Regions from separate parts of the Triticum aestivum genome. Here region 2 is linked to region 1. Evidence: chromatin contacts called from public Hi-C data. All regions are on one chromosome and are shown on one strand. The core of a region is the stretch at or near the end of the contact, and the rest is flanking DNA. Distances in the headings are between cores, read along the strand shown.

Evidence for each region. Hi-C and Micro-C count contacts between places; a contact is called where the count stands out from the background.
Region 2: a Hi-C map of leaf shows a contact between it and region 1, with 7 times the contacts expected there. The contact joins the promoter of LOC123092332 here to the promoter of LOC123092330 in region 1. A contact is called at or near these places in 2 of 5 Hi-C or Micro-C datasets (both in leaf).

The regions. Positions count from the first base shown.
Region 1 is chr4B:397,777,811-397,784,264 of IWGSC CS RefSeq v2.1, forward strand. LOC123092330 (ATP-dependent Clp protease proteolytic subunit 5, chloroplastic) reads right to left here and starts at 4,037. Exons shown (of 9, transcript XM_044514076.1): 1 at 3,812-4,037; 2 at 3,640-3,735; 3 at 3,298-3,418; 4 at 3,100-3,192; 5 at 2,089-2,134; 6 at 1,942-2,014; 7 at 1,039-1,073; 8 at 864-952; 9 at 281-669. The coding sequence starts at 3,909. The coding sequence ends at 472. LOC123092331 (protein SEMI-ROLLED LEAF 2) reads right to left here. Exons shown (of 20, transcript XM_044514078.1): 16 at 6,451-6,454; 17 at 6,167-6,307; 18 at 5,909-6,043; 19 at 5,359-5,559; 20 at 4,882-5,283. The coding sequence ends at 5,158.
Region 2 is chr4B:397,995,349-398,001,802 of IWGSC CS RefSeq v2.1, forward strand. LOC123092332 (DEAD-box ATP-dependent RNA helicase 24) reads left to right here and starts at 4,112. Exons shown (of 5, transcript XM_044514080.1): 1 at 4,112-4,770; 2 at 5,452-6,454. The coding sequence starts at 4,212.

The DNA.
Region 1 (6,454 bases), core at 2,787-5,286:
AAACATCAGTTTTAGCCTTTTTTGCAACGTCTCGCCCCAAAGTTGATACTGACACGTAAAAATTACCAATCTGCTTCCAATGACCGAATTGTGGTACTTCTGTGTAATTTACTCACTCTTTTGAGACTCAAAACTGGCCGCTTTGCTGTGCGGTGAGTTTATCGTAAACAGTAGTGTGTTTCAAGAATAGTTGGATCCGCAGTCTCACCTCATATCAAACAAAAATTTGTGTCCAAGCAGAGAGCCCTAAGAAGGTCAAATTAACAAAAACAACGTCGACTCACGTGCAAATATCTTACCGCAAACGATGAATATTCTAGTAGTGCATCTGTTCCGTACAACCTGTGAAAGCTTCAGAACGTGAAATTACAAAAGCATCTAGCCAGACTAACGAAAACAGCGTGGTACAAACACAGCTCCAGAAGATCACAACAAAAATGCTTGGAGCGGCAGAGATTGTGCACGGCATGGCTAACTGGAAGCTGGAAGTGGTTGCAGCGCTTTAAGAGGGTTCACGATTACTCCATCAATAAGGCCATACTCCTTCGCCTCCTTCGCGCTCATGAAGAAGTCACGGTCAGTATCTACATTGATCTTATCCAGGGGCTGCCCAGTGTGGTATGCTAGGTATCCGTTCAAGTTGGCCTTGTGGTGCAGCATCTCATTGGCCTGACGGAAATGCAATTCATGATTAAAAGGACTGGCAAAGCAACAATATGTCTTGCTGCTTAGCCAAAAGAGTGGCTCATTGGTGCTCAAAACTAAGTAAGCAGCAAAGGATGTATGGGAAAATAAAGATCTCCATCACGGAGATGCTGTCCTGGTCTAAAATTAGCAGGCATAGTTTCACTTTGGTAATTCACCTGGATCTCAAGGTCGGTCTCTTGTCCTTGGGCTCCTCCAAGAGGCTGGTGGATCATTATTCTTGAGTTAGGTAAGCTGTACCTCTTCCCTGCATTACGTACACACAATGAAGCACGAAGGTCGGTCTAGCTGTAGACCACATCTAGTACTAGTGTAAGCAGTCACTCATATTACCTTTCGTCCCGCCACTAAGTAGAAAAGCACCCATACTGCAAATGGAAACAGAAAATGAAAGTGTAAGAATCAATGTGACATAACACAAAATAATAAGGTAAAGGAAAAATATTCCAGAGACGAACAATAAAGGTTCTACACTTGCAGCTGTAGACAATAATTATGTTTTACCAAGAGACTGTAATCACGAAAAAAAGTAATCAGCTCCTCTTTATTAAGGAGGTAATCATCTCTCTTGATTCTACCCAAACCACTGTTCTATGACTTAAGCTAAACCTAAAACTAGGAACTGTATTACATACAATAATCCATATTCCTTGCCAGCATATTTAATTATATAAGTATCCTAGTAAATATTGACCAAGCTTATTACGACCTAAATACTGCAAAAGGTAAATTTGCAGAGTGACAAAACCACAGCAATGAGAAATGCACAATGAAGCAGCTCTCTCGTATTTTGCCATCCTTGACAGATTTTACAATCATACAATTTGAAAATCTAATCATCTTAATTAAGGATATATGATATAAAATCCACTCATGCAAAAAAAAAATTGCTATCTAGAATTACAAAAATACCAACATTTTACTTGCAGCAATAAAGATAGACTCGTCAATCCAAAATCCTAGACTGGGCAGGTTATACTGAATAAACATGCATCAATGATTTAAGAATTAAGATGCATAACAAAAATTCAAAAGAAAAAAAAACTGGGCAGGCCCAGAGACAGGTACTTGTCTCAAAAGGTGAAATCCAGAAAAATGGAACAGAATCCCTGGTTTTAATAATCAAACCCCATTATAAAGATTTTATGCAATGTGCAAACTATAAAGCATCCTACATCTGAACCAATCATCTATTTTCTAATAAAATAATTTCACAAAGATGTCAGTACTGAGTACCTTGCAGCAAGTCCGATACAAACCGTCGAAACATCAGGCCTGATATGCTTCATTGTATCAAATATGGCCATCCCTTAATAGAAACAAAATAAATTGATGTTATTAAGAAAGAATAAACTGATTACAAATATGAATGTGCGTTATTACCAGCTGTCACCGATCCTCCTGGAGAATTCACATACATAATGATATCCTACACAAAATTGACAAGAACCAATTATATCACCAAGTCTAAGGCCTGCCCAGGCAGCTCAAAACCTAAGCACTAAGATACGGCGGCAATACAAAAGCACCAGTAACAGTTTTAACAAATAAATTCTAGTAGGAAAGATATCCAGATAAATTCCAGAGATTTTTCCGCCGCATTCCTTGAAAAGCAGAATGAAGCCTCTCTATTTTACAACATCAAGTAGTTTCCTTAATAGAGGAAACACATCCAAGAACTAGAGTGTCACACTCTATTTTACATCCAGAAATAACTTGGCTTAGTTTACAAGTTCCGCTGATGGTGCAAGAAGGCCCTATAATGTGTTGAAGATAAAGCAGCAACATGCTATTACTTCCCTTGATAATGGATACGTATCAGCAATTCTAGAGTAAAGCTTCTGACCAGAAAACTACTGATCTAGGAATAAGAAACTGCAACAGAAGGAAGAGAGATTCATTTGTTTGAATTTACCATCATCACAAGATCATAAGAATATATACTCAATTCCAGGCCTACCTAGGCAGCTCAAAACCTAAGCACTATGATGTAGCAGCAATACAAAAGTACCAGTAACAGTTGATAACTCCAGCACCTTAGTCGCATAGGTATTGACAAACTAGGGTCCAGATAAATAGAACTGTTTCCTACGAAGTCAAGTGATTTTCCTTTAATAGAGGAAGCGCATCCAAGAACCACAGTGCCACTCTACTTCACCTGAAATAACAACTTAGGGCACAAGTTCCACTTACGTGTGTGTAGTGTGATGCCCTATAATGTGTTTGAAGCTAAAGCAACATACTACATCCTTTGATAATTGATATACAGATCAGCAATTCCAAAGTAGGCTGGGATGAATAGATCATAAAAAAGCTTCTGCCAAGATAACTATTCATCTGGGACAGGAATTAGGAATTGCGCACAAGGAGAGAGTTTCATTTTTCACAACTTACCTTGTTAGGATCGACGGCGTCTAGGTATAGCAGCTGCGCAACAATGACATTGGCCATATCATCCTCCACGGGTCCACCGCATCGGATAATTCTCTGCAGCAGGACGCGTGCACATGTTCACACACCGCAGATTACACTCGCAAAATGGCTCTACAGAGGAGATGAAACAATTTTTCACAGAGTCCAGTATTCCCGTACGTGCTGAAAGAGCTGGCTGACGACGCTCTCGAACCGCTCCATCACCATGGGTGAGGGCCCGCGCTCCTGCCCCGCGGCCTCCACGGGGAAGTAGGGCGACCTAGGCATCAGCAAGTCATCCCTGGCAGACACACACACACACAGCGCCATCAGCACCCTTATAGATCCCTAACTGAACCTCGTCCAGCATACCAAACAGACGACGCGAAACTGCAAAACTTGCTGCCACGAATTGACTTCACCTTTTCGTTTTGAAACCGGGCTAACGGAAATACATCGTCAGAGTCTAACAGGATACTACAGGAAGCGCGAAAGGGAAGAAGCGAGTGGAATTGACTTCACCTGATCGACCAAATCCCGCGCCTGTGAGCAGCCCCGTGCAGTCCCACTCCGCCGCCGCCGGCAGAGGCGGCCACGGACCGAGCGCACCTCCGATTCCTGCGAGGCGGACATGGTTAGGGCAGAGTGGTTGGAACTGGAAAGCGGGGAGGAACAGTGCGGGAGAGATGGGAACCTGAGGAGCGGGAGGGATCTGGGGGGCGGATTGGGGCTAGGTTTGGGGCCAAGGAGAGGAGCGGTGAGAGAGGAGGAGGAGGCGGTGGAGGTCGCCATGGGCGGGGCGAGGAGAGAGCTCGCGGTGGCCGGTGGGGGTTTTGGGCGGAGGGGGGCTTTGGCTGCGCTTCTTATCCGGGAAGAAGAGTGCTTAGAAGATGGCAGTGAGACTGTGGGCGAAGAAAGAAGACCCGACGACGCGGGTCGCAGTAAGAGTGTGGGCTTGTTTAGCTATGGGCCTGGGCTTACACTGTGCGGGAGATCGATAGTACTGTACATTTCGTTTGTAGGATAAAATAAAATAAAATAAGAAAAATAAGCCTCTCACCCTCCCCCAAAAATTAAAAAAGGGAAATGCTAAAAATCTGACGTTCCTCATGGCAATTTATGTTGGTGTGAGGATGACAAATTTAGTTGGCGAGCATGGCAATTTTCTGGCTGCCATGCTCGCCAACTAAACTTGCCACCCTCGGCAAACATAATTTGCCATGAAAAACATTCGATTTGCCTTGCCTAAAAATCTAACGTTTGCTAAATATTCCGGTCCAAAAAATAAGCCTCTCACCTTAAATCTTAGTCACGCTCTAACAAAAAATAAATATTACTTAGTCAGCTGTCAACTAAAGCTAGTCGCCTACAATTCTTTCTACACATGTTGAGTTTATTGCCACAATTGGGATTTTGTCACACTTCGTCAGCCGTATGCTTCTTTTTTTTTTTTGAGGGGTAGCCGTATGCTTCTTGTGGTCAGTATGTTGGCCACATGTTGTGTGCGCATGATTAGTTGTGGAAAAGTTAGACATCAATGAAGCATGTCCTAAACTCGCGCATACCTTTAACAATTGTGAAATGTTTAAAGCATTGCACTTGTGTAACCCGTTTTCAGGATATACACAAAAATGACTGCTGCTCAAATATATAACATGCAGTAGCTGATACCTGATGCGGCACATCTGTGATTCCCACCGTCCCACGATTCAGCGGGCGTATTTTGCTTTGTTGTTTCTCGTTCTAGACTACACGGACGAGAAATGGAGAGATGCCCAGATCATGGCATTAGTCTCGATCACAAGTCTTCTCGCTACAGACAACAGACACGACACGCTAGGTTACAGTCGTCTAGTACTGCGGTGCACATGATCACACACGCTACAACCGTTTTAGTACATAGATAGATACACGTGGTCATACATACGCTACAACAACTGATACCATGTTACTCGCAGCCAGGAGGCCAAGTCATTAAGACAAACTAGTGTTCAAAGCTTAGATACTACAGTCTAGCACTTCTTCCGACGGCAAGGGTAATCACATCTCCTGCGGGGTGCGATAAGCTGCCTTGAGGAAGTTGTCGAATGGGCTGGCCGGTGGAAGCTTCACCATGGAGCACGGCTCTGATGACGTGCGGTTCATCTCGAAGCCACAGGAATTTACCTGGACAAATGTTGTTAGTGAAAAGTGAAAACAAGATTCAGAGTAAACCGGTTGGGCTTTGTAGAATCTTCATACCTTAGGAAGGATGAAATGATCGGCAGCGGGAAGGCTTGGCACAGGATTGTCTGGAGTCGAGTTGTGGCCATTCACGAGCCAGCTTGATAGCTTCTTCCTAGTGCCCGATCCCAGGGCCTCACATTGACTGGTCATTGTGCCGTATGGGAGGGGGGAGGTAGAAACGGATGCCCCTGCAACCTGGCCAGCTACATGCAGCGCCTGACCAGAGAAACAGTCTACTACTCAGAACCCAATGCAAAGACAAGGTATAACAATGTTTTGCGGTGGTTATACTAGCTTTACCACACAAGAAAATGTGAACACTGAAACAGAGGTAGCAAGTGAAAGGGGGCTCGTGCGGTGGCGGGTCCAGGAATTCAACATTGGGTGTTCAAAAAAGAAAAAATCACCCTAACAGAGAAGCCAATTGGTTCACGGCAATACAGTCAGTTCAGGAGAGTGACATGTATTTCACAACAGGTACCACACAAGAACTATGAGCCAAAAAACGAGTAGTAAACTGTGTCACCGTGTGCAACAGCAGCTGAATTTCACAACAGGTACTCACCGATTCAAGCAACTGACCAACACCCAGGACACGGGGAGCAGAATGAGGAAGCGTAATCTTGGATGTGGAGCTAGCAGTATTTGTAATTGGTGAGTCGTGCAATCCACCATCTACCGAAGATGTTCTTGAACACTCCTACAATGCAAAAGGACACATATGAGGAGACGTAAAAATACATTTTAATGATGGCAACGTACAGTACAAGAAGGAAACGAATTTTGCGCTATTAGTAAGGACCATTTTGTGTAAGTGGCATACCTCATCAAAAGAAAGGGATTCATCGGAAAATGCCTGCGCATGAAAGTTGGCCCAGTCAAGGGCTGAATTTGAACCAAACAAGGGAACTTCTTCAGGAGTAAACATCTCTGTGAGCTCCTTCGCCAGTGCATCCTTGTCCATCTGATAACGCAGTTATAAGAACATTAGGAAATAGTACGTTACCTTCACTTTCAACAGCATCAGTATATGATCTCACTAGGGCTATAAAATGCAGTGTCAACAGCAAATAGACAACAAAATTGAACCATTCTCACAGGACTAACCTCT
Region 2 (6,454 bases), core at 2,862-5,361, 220 kb after region 1:
TTTCCCTCCTTGGCGGTTGACCTCTCCCTCTCCTCAAACCTATATATAATAAGCTTTTTTCTCTATTGAGACACACAAGTTTGGAGCCTCCTCTGGCCCCTCTAGTTCTAGTTCTATTTGATCCTTGCTGATCTAATTAGAGATAGACAAATCCTCATAATTAGAAGTCCAGTGTGGTTTTAATATCCTCCCTCTAATTCTTCGGAAATGATTAGCTCTGGACGATGAAACGCTGTCGGATCGTGAAGGTTGCACGCTTGACCAAGTAGAGAGGTCATGCTTTCGATCTTCGGTTTGCGGAATCATTCATCGATGGTTTGAGGGACTTCAAGTATGATCTACACCGGCACATTCTTTTTTCGCTGCAACTCGGTGACGGTAACGATAGTGATCACTACCTGTTATGCATCTTCGTATTGATCTTGGGTGTGCGTAGGCACGGTTTTTTTGGTTTTCTACTACATTTTCCAATAGGTAACAGGATCAAGGGTGTGTGTAGAGGGGGCCCCAAGCTGGTGATCTTGGCTACATGATAACAGGACAACGAGGGACATGATTGTTTACCCAGGTTGAGACCCTGTTAAAGAGGTAAACTCTACGTCTTGCGTTTGTTGTCGATTGTGGATGGAGTACAAAGTACATGATGATCTACCTCGAGATCGTATGTAAATGAATCTAATCTATCGAATATATCAAATATGGTCTGTCGACTAGCCTAGCCTCGACTTATATAATGTACATGAGGCCTAGGATTTAGAAGAGTCCTCGTCTTGTGCGCCAAGTCTTATGGAATATTCCTTGTATACGTCATGGGCTGCTCGAATAGGCCTAGTAATTAACCGCCATGAGGGTCCTCGGCGCAGCCCTCCTAGGCGGGAGACGACATGGTGAGTAAGCCCTAGTCCAGGACACCATCAATATAGCCGAAAGTTTTATCCACATTGCTGACCTTCTTAGTCGTTGCCATTTCTAGAAAAGCTCATAGTATGATCATCAAACATATTCCCCCAAAGCCTTCGACTCTCAGCATCCTCTCACACCAGGGATTCTCAAACACTGGTGCACCTAGATTTCATTCCTCCTCGCCTTAGTTGTCCTACTAAACAAGGTATCCAGAGACTGGATCAAATGCAAAAATGGCTTTCGTGAGGGTGATTGTCTCTCCCTTGCCTCTTCATATCGTTATCGATCTTCTTCAATGAATGACCCAAAATGCTCGCTCCGGTGTTTGCTTCGCCATCGTCTCTACCTTGACCTACCACCCTCCGTACTTCAAGCAATGGGAAGTGATGGCATTTATTGTATGCTTGCATCACTATATACAAATGCACTGTGAAGTTATACAAGTATTGTCCGATCAAGTGTCGTGGAAGACAACACATACATAATAACAATATCTAGCAACTGGTCATCATGGGAGGTGAGAATAGGAAGAGCCAAATTTAATAGTAAAGTTAATTCACACAACTTTCTTCAACTTGGCAAAATTAGTCGAGATAAACCCGTCCACCCAAGAAATCAAATGCACTTATCATTATTATGAAAATACAAGGTCATGATTGGCAAGTTTGGGTCTAAACTAACTAGTTATGAAAAAAATTGGTAGTTGCGTAGGTATGACCACGTTGATAACTGGTCTCATTCAGCATGTGTTTTTCCTTTAGTTGTTACTCGTGAATGCTACTAAAGTGTTTTTGGGTTGGTTTCAAGAAGAAGAAAATTGGCCAATTGGGTACCTCCCATCAAGACTGAGACAAGATAACTATAATTAATGATAAGTTGACGACAATGACAAATGCCTCCTCCCAAAGTATAGATTAGTGCAAGTTTAGCGAAGTACTTGGGACAAATAGTAATGTAGTAACCGGTAGTGTGGTTACAACTGCTTGTTCATTACTAATCGAAGTCTCTTAGTGGGGATGGTCCCACTAAAACTTGAGGGGTTTAGAAAGGTACTTTTGTTATAAGCACGAAAAACTTATTACTTCCTCTGTCTCTCTAAGAAGGTCCGCTCTAATCATCAACTGGACCACTCATATTATGGAGAAGTATATCAATGAATTTTGATTTAAAACAAAATTTCAATGTACACTTTTTACGGGTTATACAATTCATAATTTATTGAACAAATTGATGTTTTAGAAATACAAATTGGTCCTCTATTTTGAATCGAAGAAATACTAATGTAAGTGTAGTGGAGAGTACTTTTCCTATTATAAGATATATTACCGATACATCCTAGGTCTAGCTTCTGTAGTGGGACTTATTAGAAATTGGAAAATTGTAAAGTGGCCACCAGTCAAATTGTGTACGTTTGGTCAACTATAATGCTACCTGCGGGCCTAACTACGATGTTCAATGATTTTCTTTTCAGTACACTCCATTGGATTCGTTTAACAAGTATGATGATTTGTCGGGACGTTTGATGTCAAGGACTTCAAAACTTCGTTTGATGCAGCTTTCTCTTTGTTCGACAAAAGCTACATTATTTTTTAGTTTTCTTTTGAAGATAGCGGTATGTTCCTTACAAAAATAAGAAGGAGATAGCGGTATGTACTATGAGTACTATTATTTTTTTGACGGGTACTACGAGTACTACTTTGCAGCATTGCATAGATCACATCACGCCTGAAGACCGAGTCTAACTTTTATTCTTTTATTTTTGAAGTAGTCCAACCTTTTTTCTTGAGGGGTTGAAGTAGTCCAACTAGGCTGGGCATGATGGACATGGAGCATGTACTCCCGAGTTCAAATGCTCTCTGATGAATAGTAAAACTGAAAAAAAAATCAAAAGACAAATCTTTTGTGTTTGTAAAAATTTATCATAAAATGACATTTCTGAAAGTCCTGGTAAAAGAACAAAATCGATGCTCCAAAAGTGCTGATTTGCTTTTTTTTTTTGCCATGACTTCTACGAATGTTGTTTCAGTATGAAAATTTCCAAGCACTGAGAACATTTGTTAAAGTTTTCACCGAAAAAAATTCAGATTTTAAAATTTTGTTTGCATTATTTCAAAATTTACTGTTCATCTCGAGTTCAAACGAGCTTGGGAGTAGAAGGCGACTTCCGGGGCATGAGCTACTTCTCTATTTGTTCTTTCAAGCCTTTTTAGGGGAATTTGTTCTTTTGAGCTGGTCATTCAGGAGCTCCCAGCGATCACTTGGGGGTAGGTTGAGAGTGCGCCACTGTTGCGCTCCCTTCGGATTTTTTTCCTACATGTTTTTGGCTTTTTAAACGATTTTTTTCGGTTTTCCACCGGTCTGTGTTAGTTTTTGGGAAAAAATTTGTGCAAAACACATGTTTTTTTCCGCAAGAGGCATGGCCATGCCTCTCAGAAACGGGAAACATGCGTTTTTTGTTTTTTTTCACGAAAGACACGGTTATGCTTTCGTGAGAGGCACGGCCGTGCCTCTCGAAAACGAAAATAACGCATTTTCTGTTTCTTTTTCTTCCATGAGATGCACGATTGTGATCTCGTGAGAGGCCGCACCTCTCGAAAACAACAAAAAAATGTCTTTTCTATTTTTTTCTTCCGCAGGAGGTACGGTTTTGCTTCCGCGAGAGGCATGGCTGTGCCTCTCAGAAACGAAAAAATGTGTTTTCTATTTTCTTTTCGCGAGAGTCACGTTTGCGCTTTCGCGAGAGGCACGGTTGTGCCTCTTTCAGAAAGGAAAAAAAATATGCTTCCGGCTCGATTTTTTCGTGAAAACAAAAAATCTTCAATACCTATCAATATGAGTTCTACTTTTGAAGATTTCGACGTGAGAAACCAAACGGTTCAAAATTTGGATGCACGATTTAAGAGATAAAAATGTTTTGAATAAACAGATGTATGAAAAAAAAATCTCAGGTTGCGACAAATGACGCACATGAAAAGGTGAAAGTGATCTTTAAAAGAGTACTCCTTAACTAGTTTTTTTTTTGAGTCTAGTACTCTGATTTCGGTCACAGGAGCTTGAAGGGTGAACTGGTGAGTCGGCGAGGCCCAACCGCCGTTGCCAATCAAACAACACTCGGCCTGATAAGCTATGCCGCAACCGACTTCAGCCCACGGGCGCGTCAGACCCGTCCAGTACCCGGCCCACCACACGAGCGACCCAACCAACCGGCGCCAAGCTCTCTCCGACCCCTCCGTGTCCATCGTCTTCCTCCCCGCCTCGCTACACAAACCCTAGCTAGACCGTCGCTACCTCCACCTTGCCCGCCGTCCATGTCGAAGCGACCGAGGCTCGAGGGCTTCAGCATCCCGCGTCCCACCCCATACAGCTTCGAGCGCTCCCAACCCGCGCCGCGCCTCTACGTCCCCGCCGATGACGACCTCGACGACATCGCCTTCTCTGACGACGCAGCCGCACCCTCGGACGCCGCGGAGGGCGGCAAGGCGGAGGACGACGAGATCGACCCGCTCGACGCGTTCATGGCAGAGATCCAGGAGGAGATCCGCGCGCCGCCCCCGCCGCCCAAGCCCGAGGCACTCCGCCCCGCGGATTCCGATGAGGACGACGACCCAATGGAGAGCTTCCTGCGGGCCAAGAAGGACGCCGGGCTCACGCTTGCTGCCGACGTCATGAACGCTGGGTATAACTCCGACGAGGAGGTGTACGCTGCCGCTAAGGCCGTCGACGCCGGCATGATGGAGTACGACTCCGACGACAACTCCATAGTAGTCGACAAGAGGAAGATAGAGCCCATACCACCACTGGACCATTCGACCATCGAGTACGAGCCCTTCACCAAGGATTTCTACGAGGAGAAGCCGTCAGTTTCAGGTGAAGCATATCTTACCGTTTGATTGAGCTTATGTATCGTTAACTGTTAAATTGGCGTCCTGTGTAGGTTACACTGTTAAGCTACTTCAGTTTGATCTCACCATATGAAGCCTGACCAGAGGTCACAAGGGATGAACCAGAATAGTCTATATTGGATGCTAACATCCAAATGTTCTGTTGGCTGTGAACAAAAATGATGCCCTACAAGGGTCCGGGATCACTATTTTGAATTCCATGCTTATTGTTCGAGTGTTGGCTATTAGAATAGATGCATCTCTGTTATTTTGAGATGGCAGGCACCGCGTCATCACTTCTTTACACAATCGCCAGTCTCCAGTTACCCTCCGTGAGACAACAGTCAGAGAGCCATAATATTGCTTTGTTTTTCAGCGCTGTATTCACTTTGATTGCTAATCAATTTCTTAAGAAATTGATACATTTCTGTTGTGCATCTGGTGTCTCGTTCCCCGTCTGCTGACATTGCTAAATAATTAGTGTAATGAAGTCTCTTTATGTTACAAGCCATTGCAACTGAAATCTTGCAAGTACTTGTACATGTTTGTGCGAACTAGCATGATGTAAATTGATTATAACTTTTGCTGGTTGTTCTTGCTCATTGTTTATGGTTTGGCAATTCCTACTTGAAGGTATTTATTGAATTTCTCTATTTGTCTCTTGTAGGGATGAGTGTGGAAGAGGTGTCTGATTATATGAAAAGTTTGGCAATCCGGGTTTCAGGCTTTGATGTGCCAAGGCCAGTTAAAAACTTTGAGGATTGTGGGTTTCCTGTTCCATTGATGAATGCTATTGCCAAGCAGGGTTATGAAAAGCCGACAACAATTCAGTGCCAGGCTTTACCTATTGTCCTTTCAGGTAGAGATATCATTGGTATTGCGAAAACTGGTTCAGGCAAGACCGCAGCATTTGTACTCCCTATGATTGTTCACATTATGGATCAGCCTGAGCTTCAGAAGGAAGAAGGTCCAATAGGAGTCATATGTGCTCCAACAAGAGAATTGGCACATCAGATATATCTCGAAGCTAAGAAGTTTGCAAAGCCTTACAATCTTCAAGTTGCTGCTGTTTATGGTGGTGTTTCCAAATTTGAACAGTTTAAAGAACTGAAATCAGGCTGTGAAATAGTCGTTGCTACCCCAGGGAGACTGATAGACTTGCTTAAGATGAAGGCACTGAAGATGTTTAGGGCAACTTATCTGGTTCTTGATGAAGCTGATCGCATGTTTGATCTTGGGTTCGAGCCTCAGATACGATCCATTGTTGGTCAAATTAGACCAGACCGACAAACCTTGCTTTTTTCTGCAACAATGCCATACAAAGTGGAACGATTGGCTAGAGAAATTTTGACTGACCCTATTCGAGTCACAGTTGGTCAAGTTGGTAGTGCTAATGAAGACATTAAACAAGTTGTGAATGTACTCCCTTCTGATGCTGAGAAAATGCCATGGCTTCTCGAGAAAATGCCTGGTATGATTGATGATGGAGACGTGCTTGTATTTGCAACTAAGAAGGCTCGAGTCGATGAGGTTGAGAACCAGTTGAATCAGCATGGATTCAAAGTTGCTGCACTTCATGGTGACAAGGATCAAGCATCTCGGATGGAGACACTGCAGAAGTTCAAGTCTGGGATTTACCATGTTCTTGTTGCAACTGATGTTGCTGCACG